Linked DNA regions of Nothobranchius furzeri: region 2 is linked to region 1. Evidence: chromatin contacts called from public Micro-C data. All regions are on one chromosome and are shown on one strand. The core of a region is the stretch at or near the end of the contact, and the rest is flanking DNA. Distances in the headings are between cores, read along the strand shown.

Region 1 (3,621 bases), core at 606-3,105:
CATACTTGACCCTCCCGTGGCTGTCCTGCTCCACCCAGGGTTCCTTCACAATAGCAGCTCCTCGCTCCCTTGCTGTCTGTGAAAAGGTGGCGGGGGGAAAAACAGGAGTTTCAGCCTGCTTGGAGAGAGAGCTGGTGACTAATACCCTCCAGTGGCTACAAAGGGAATATCTTTTTGACTATGAATTTATTGTTCTGCAAATATCAGATTTCCTGCTGTGAGCTCTGCAGACTTGGTAGTGATCCTGTAACTTTGAGATTTCCAACAGTCAACAGACTCCGTTTGTCTAAACCTTCGTTTTGACCTTGACTGCGGTAAAAAGTTCAGACGAGTAGAATCAGTCCCAGTGCAAAGCTGGCATGTTTGCCCAGATTTCAACACGCTGTGTGTATAATGTATAAAAAACTGCTTAACTTGAGTAAAAACAAGCTAAAATGAGAGCAGTGGACAAATCTATAATCCCAGCATCTCCCGTTACCCAATAGCTGCTGTTGCTCAATGGTGTATAAACAAGTAAGGAAATCTACTGAACTTTTCCACATATTTAAGGGACTTTTTTTTACCTAGTTTCTTTTCTTTATTGCTCTACTTTTATGAGCCGACTTTTTTCATTTCTCTGCATTTATTTTATCAAGCAGCAAATTTCACCAACAAATGAATTGAACTGACACTAAAGATAAATGTAAATAAATCATATTTAATTGCATACAAAATTAGGCTTCTTATGCATAAAAGAACATATAAATACGTTTTAGGCCTTATATAACTGCACCTAAACAGTTAATGTTTGGTTATTTGGAATTTTACTTGGCTAATGTTTAATACTTTTACATTTTTAAATAACGTGTCCATCAGAACCCGCCTGTTTTACCTTGACTAAGAAATCACAGTCTTCCACCTGGAAAGCAATGTCTTTCACTCCATCTCCATGCTTGATCAAATGCTCCCCCATTTCTGAATTTGGAACAAAAGCATGATGAAAGCTGAATGTCATGTTCTTTGATGTAATCTCACATGTCCAACGGAGCAAACGTGCCTTTGTTTCCAGGGTTTAGGGGAGATTGAAACACAAAGATTATCTGCAGAAGAAGAGGTGGAGGTGAAGGTTGAGTTTTTGCCAGAGATGGATCAGGTGTAAACCGGTGTAAACTCAAAACAATACATGAAAAGGTTGTACTCCATACCTTATCCTGTCTGATGGCATGGGACACCACCTCCCGGCTGCCAGTCTCCAGACCCTTGTAGGCCAGAGGCTCAAAGCCCATCTTATCGCAGTAGAACGAGGCTGCCTGTGCAGTAATGGGTTGGTGGAGAAAATGTTTAATGAACTTCAACTAAAAGAAACCAAGTTTGCTTCCTTCTATTGTGCAGAACTAGAATAAAACTATAAATGTCCTGTTTGTGACAGTTTGGACACTAACCTGCTTAGCATTGCCAACCCAGAAGGTAACATGATGAAACCTCAAAAACTTTCCCCTTGCATGCTAAAAAGTAAAGTAGAAGAATAAGAATAACTAAATATATACATCTCATTCAAGCTCCTGGCTCAGTAGAAAAATGAAAGCTCACCTTCTCGCCCTTATCTGTGTAGCTTGTCTAAAGGAAATGAAGATATAGTTTATTAGAACTTCATTAGCAATATTTTATATTTTTAATGTCTTATCATCACAGTAACCCAGCTGTGAGACCATCCAGTGTCCCTCAGCTCATTATCGGTGTCTATAATGGAGTCTCTTACCATGTTGTGATGGCAGATGGGTCTCAGCTCAGAGAGAGAGATCAAAAATCAACCTGCAGATAAGTACTGACCTGATGACCAGCTGTGATTGGTCCTAGAGAATCTACACCCACCTGTCTGCCCCCTCGCTCTTTGTTAGTTAAAAGGTTCAGTTACAGTAATCCAGATTACTGTATGTCTCTTCTTGTGGAACCGGTGTCTCAACAGACATAGGCACTAATGATTGACACCGCGGCTGCAGAGAGGGTGGGCAGACAAAAATAATGATGTTACTACACCTCACACATAACTTATTCAAAATGCCAAACTTCATAAAGATATGAAAATATATGTACAATGTAGAAATGATAAGGCTAGTAGAGTAGCGTAGTAAAGTGCGAGTAGAATAAAACAAAACTAAACAAAAATGCAAATATAGTTAAAATATACATAAATCTGCTGATCCTAGACAGATGTGCCCTAAAATCTCTTGTTTCTGGTTTCCATCACCAGAGGGAGCAAAGTCGCTTGATATAAATGACAAAAATTAGAACAGGTGTGTGATCTGATTTTAGATCACCACAGTGTAGTGGATCACTACACAAACAATTATTTTTAGTTATTTAAACAATCACATTACTAAATTGATACTATATAATTATTTAATTAATCAAATAATGAAATTTTTAATTTGTGGGAAAAAAACCATGAAAAAATGTTTATTTTCTGTTAAAGATAATGACGTTTGAAGAAAGTTTTGATTTAATATTTTGATTTAATGTTTCAAAACGTAAATGTTTTTCTTTGAAACAATTTATTTTTTCCTTTTTCAGAAAAAATACACATTTAAATAAAATGCATTTACAGGCACATTATTTATTTCCCCGCTTTTCTTCTCGTTTTATATGCGTTTGTGTTTCTGCTCGGCTGTGGGCTGTACCCGATGGCTGTACCCTGTCGGCGGAACATGTGAGTTTCTGCACGTATCACCTAGTTTGTGTGGAGACGGCTTTTGCCGCGCTGTGATTTTCTATTGGATCGCTGTCCGAGCTACGTGGCGTCTGATTGGCTTTGCTGTGGGCGTGTGCTATTCACTGGCTTGAATGACGCCGATTTTTATTGGCCACCACGAATATTGTAGCACAATTGGTCGAAACTGCCTCGCTTCCTTCTTCACCATTGGCTGGCGTTGAAATCATCGTACAAGAATGCGGAAAAAGTGTAGTCTACTGAGTCACCGTTGTGTCAGCTGATTCTGAGTGAGTAACTGGTTTTATTTTCGATCAAATTAAGTAACTTCTAAACAATTTACTTTCTGTAACATATTCTTAGGCTGTCACGCTTAGGGTTTGCTTGTGATTGCTGAGCTTTATTGTCGTTTTTGCGCATGAATAAGTGAATTTTGCCCACTAGCTTCTAGTAACGTTGCTATCTAGCTAACATGCTACTAGTACCCTTTTTTTTTTTTTTGCAAACATCCCACTCAAACAGGCTCACTTTCGTTTTGTCAAGTTGTAGGTGTACAGTATCGGTCTGTGAAGAAGCTGCCGCCCACTTTCACTTTCTCCCCATATGTTTGTTCAAACTTTATTAGACCTCGTACTTGGTTTTCACCTGTTGTTTGTTTTCACATGTTGTACTTTTGGACATATATAACCTTTTGGTTTGGGAAATCCCCCTTCTAATTACTTTCGTTTTATTGGAAGGCTTTTTTTATTTTCTGAGATGGAACTGAAACGGCACGGCATCTGATCGCTAATGATAAAATAGATTTCAGCAATATTTTTGACGAATGCTTATAGATCAGTGGATAATCAGTTTTCTCTAAAGACAAACTAAAGCCTTTAGTAATCCAAATTATTTAAATTATTTTCATTTAGATGGCTTTATTGCAAAAATTAGAT
Region 2 (3,688 bases), core at 1,087-3,586, 93 kb after region 1:
TAGTGGGACTTTAATGCGGCCCAGAACAGATATATTAGTGCCCTGAGACGACTCTTGTCGTGATTTGGCGCTAAAATAAATAAACTTGAACTGAACTGAACAGATATGACTCCAGACCATGTGGTTTGAGAGATTGAAAAGTTTCACACCTGTAATGCTGCTTGTTGTTTCTGTTGGAGACTTTTTGAGTATTACATTAAATGGTGCTCTTCTTCTACAATAGCAAAGTGAGAAGCACTTGTGAAGCTGTTACTGGATGAAGATTCAGAACAATGATGGTCTGATTTAGCTCTTTCCTTTGTGGCTGCGTTCAGGCTTCCTGATGCTTAATGGAGCAAATCATGTGTTTATGGAGAACTTGACAAAAGAAAGATGGAGGGTGGAGGCATCCGCCCAGCCGCAGGTCATTCTCCAGTGTTTTGTGGGTTTCAACCAAAGCATGTTTCCGCTTGAATTGAAATGACAATCAGTCTAACGCTTTTATTTTGTAAAGGGCCATTCTTTAACCCTTAGAGGTCCCTTGAACTGTTTTTTTTTGTGCGAGGGTCCCCAGTGTAACCCCCAGAGGGTTAAAAGGTTTCCAGTCAAGACGAGTACAAAGATTGAGATCCGTTTGAAGCAGGTGCTTTATAAATGAACTCATTGCAATAATTCTATAAATGATGTATTTGCCGTCTCACTCCAGTCACACATTTAATCTCTGTTTTAGTTTTTTCCTGTCTTATATTTGATGTCTCTAGCCACACCTTTTTCTCCAAGCAAACTGCAGTCTTTCCCTGCCTCACAACGCTTAAACCTCGCTGCCTCTCCTCTTGTGTGTTTGCAGACCATTGTACACACTCAGAGATGTGCGTGCATGCTCCGACATGCAAGCTGCTTGAAGCGGAAGTCACGACTTGCTATTCGCGGGTCTTTCTGCTCCCTCCCCCTCCCCTCCCCGATTCTCTTTTTCATGTTTCTGCTGCTGAAGGCTTCACAGAGGAAACGTCACACAGCATCTTCAGCTGCACCGGCTGGCTGCTCATGACTCATGCGGCCACTTTTAGAGCCCAGCTTGTTTAATGCAGTGCCCAGTCTGGACAGCCTGTTAACTATGATAGTCTCAGTAGGACATGTTGGGTATCTCCCACAGCAGAAAGGAGCACCTGTACAATCTCATTCTGATCATATCTGCTGCTGTCGAGGTGGTATTAACACAAGCTTTTGCTAAATTTGCCCTGAAATTTAAAAAAGCATTTATATGTGCTTTTCTTTTTAATTAGCCTCTTTTTGTTCAGCTCTGCTTTTTTGTGGGCTTTTTTAATCTTCCATTTTTAAAAGTTGCCGTTTATTTTCGTTAAAGCATGGCACATGCTGTTAATGAATTTTAAAAATAATATATCTAAGTTGATTTTGCTGTGCCAGGATGAGGCCTGGTACTTATTTTTGCCTCTGATGTCTGAGTATAGTGCTCCAGTTCCCAGGTTGAGCTGTGCTTGTGTCTTATTTGGACTGAGGATTTGATTTTAAATTGAGAGGAGCAGCTGCATGTGCAGTGTTGGCTAGAGTAAAAGACAATATTTCACACTGACCAAGGATGAAATAGTATTAGAAAATTACATCAAGTTTGTTAAATTCATCAGTTATATATATTGACAGCATTAAAAATGTGTAGCAAATGGGCATAAAACACTCTTTCACACAAACACAAATAAGAGAAAGTAAGGTTTACTTACCTTATATAGGGATTCACAAAGAAACCACATCAAAATTAAAACAAGATCAATAAACTAAGAAAAAAATATTTTAAATGCAAGTGAATAAAATAAAGATAATTACAAACAATAAAGATCAGATAGTAGTGGGTATTGTTCAACAGTAAGGTTGTACATTGTCTACTTTAATTTTTTGAGTGAAGACGAGACTGTGGTATTTAATGTTATGAGAGTACTTGGCGTGTCTGACTGGGGCCTGTGTTGTTAAAGGACTGAAGGAAGTTGTAAGAAAAGGTGGCATTTTGGACTCATTCAACCTAACAGCCTCATTATTATTTTAGCTGTTGTATTAAATAAATTATAAATGATGGTGAAATAAATTTATCAAGCAGGGCAAGAGTCAAACTGATTTAAAAAATGTATTTGAAGAATCATTTGAGGCTAAATAATTAGCAGACCTTTCGTTGGCTTGAAAGTGACATATTTTCTTAAATTCACTACCTCTTTTTACTAGCCAATCAGATCCTGTGTGTGACCTCACTTCACTACGGATCCTTGTTGTTTCCAATCTGCCTGGTTGCTCTGCCTCATCTACTCGCTGCATGCACGGGTGGAGAGCTTGCTCTGCGTGAGTCAGCAATACATGCTCGTGTTGTCTCTAGGCAACGCTGTTGTCCTCCCTACCACCACCTAAACAAGTTCTGAGAGGCCATTTGTGGTTCTCGGTGACGCCCAGCATTTTAATCAGTCAGAACAAAAAATAAAAAAGCTGTGTAGTGACATTTGCCTTGAAGGTAAGTGAGAAGCTGAAGACGGAGAAGTCAAAAGCTTCACTTTATCTCCACTAACAAAAACTTTAGAAGTTGGCAGACTTAACCGTTTCTCATTTACTCACTGTGCTTTAAAGGTAATTCTTCACTTCGAGTTTAAATATAAAAAATAAAATAAATATCGACCTCCCTTGGAAACCAATTACATTAATGCAGGGGTCTTGCTGCAGCCAAGACCAGAAACTTGGCTGTGACTGTAATTAAATGGCTACAATAAGATTGTTAATGGAAAGTCGTGAGATCCCTCCCTCAGTCCTGTCTCTTCATCCAGCCACCAGTGATGACTGTAAAACCTCTGGATTCTTCTAACTGGCCGACTAAACATGGACGCTGGCATTAATGTGACTTGTAGTGATTGATGTGTCGTTTTCCTTAAAAGATGTGCAGCAGCACTAATTGTATATGCATTTGTGAGTGATCATAAAGAAGTGTAGTAAACAAAGAGATCTGCGGAGATGTTTTCAGTGACCCCCTTCCTAAAAATGGGACTAGAGTGAGTTGGTGTCTACTTGGAGATGGATGAAAAATGTGCAGTGTCGGCTGAAATGGTGCTAAATTCTTACGCACCTCATTTTTGCAACAAGCTCTCTCTGTGGCTGGGTACATCAGTCAAGATTTGTTTTTCTGTCGAGCAAATTTACTTTACGTAATTATGGATCCGGTTTTCTTTTTTCCGTTTACCTTCATGTTTTTTGTTTTCAATCAGCTCTCCATTTCCTCCTAAAATGTTCTTATTTTCCACACTTGCTTAAGTGTCTGAATCCCATTAGAAAATTGTGGAGCAACTTTTCCAATAATCCAACCTTAACAGATTTTTGTCTCTCCACAGGTGCCATTCCCAGTTCTTCAGGGGGAGGGGGTGGAATATCTTGGCCGTGCAGATGAAGCCATCATTGCCATTTCCAATTACAGGCTCCACATCAAGTTCAAGGACTCTGTCGTCAACGTGAGTGCACGTTTCATGCTTTAAATTTACTGGAAAACAAACTTTTCTGTAGCTTTGGTTGAAATGGCACAAGTGTTTGAGTGGTTCCTGCTGCTGCCATGCCACGCCACTGCAGAGGCCAATCGGAGACGAGAGGAGGGGTTGTTAGTTGCCTCTCCTCTTTACTCTTTCCCTCATATCACTTTTGTAAACTCAAAACTTTGCTTATTAGGAAAACA

The links. Hi-C and Micro-C count contacts between places; a contact is called where the count stands out from the background.
Region 2: a Micro-C map of tail fin shows a contact between it and region 1, with 15 times the contacts expected there. The contact joins the enhancer-like site here to the promoter of hpda in region 1. A contact is called at or near these places in 2 of 2 Hi-C or Micro-C datasets (skeletal muscle and tail fin).

What each region holds. Positions count from the first base shown.
Region 1 is chr10:66,482,987-66,486,607 of NfurGRZ-RIMD1, forward strand. hpda (4-hydroxyphenylpyruvate dioxygenase a) reads right to left here and starts at 1,856. Exons shown (of 14, transcript XM_054730916.2): 1 at 1,739-1,856; 2 at 1,570-1,596; 3 at 1,422-1,484; 4 at 1,185-1,289; 5 at 1,037-1,079; 6 at 872-954; 7 at 1-115. The coding sequence starts at 1,741. mtmr4 (myotubularin related protein 4) reads left to right here and starts at 2,886. Exons shown (of 20, transcript XM_070555921.1): 1 at 2,886-2,976.
Region 2 is chr10:66,575,220-66,578,907 of NfurGRZ-RIMD1, forward strand. It overlaps mtmr4 (myotubularin related protein 4), which reads left to right. Exons shown (of 20, transcript XM_070555921.1): 4 at 3,354-3,470. Among protein-coding and RNA genes, the nearest start is that of LOC139072264, 18 kb to the left of the region's middle. Within about 2 kb of position 2,337, at least 1 of the 3 cell types and tissues checked has an H3K27ac peak or open chromatin away from gene starts, as enhancers often do. A contact at or near this core is called in tail fin, where this site is marked.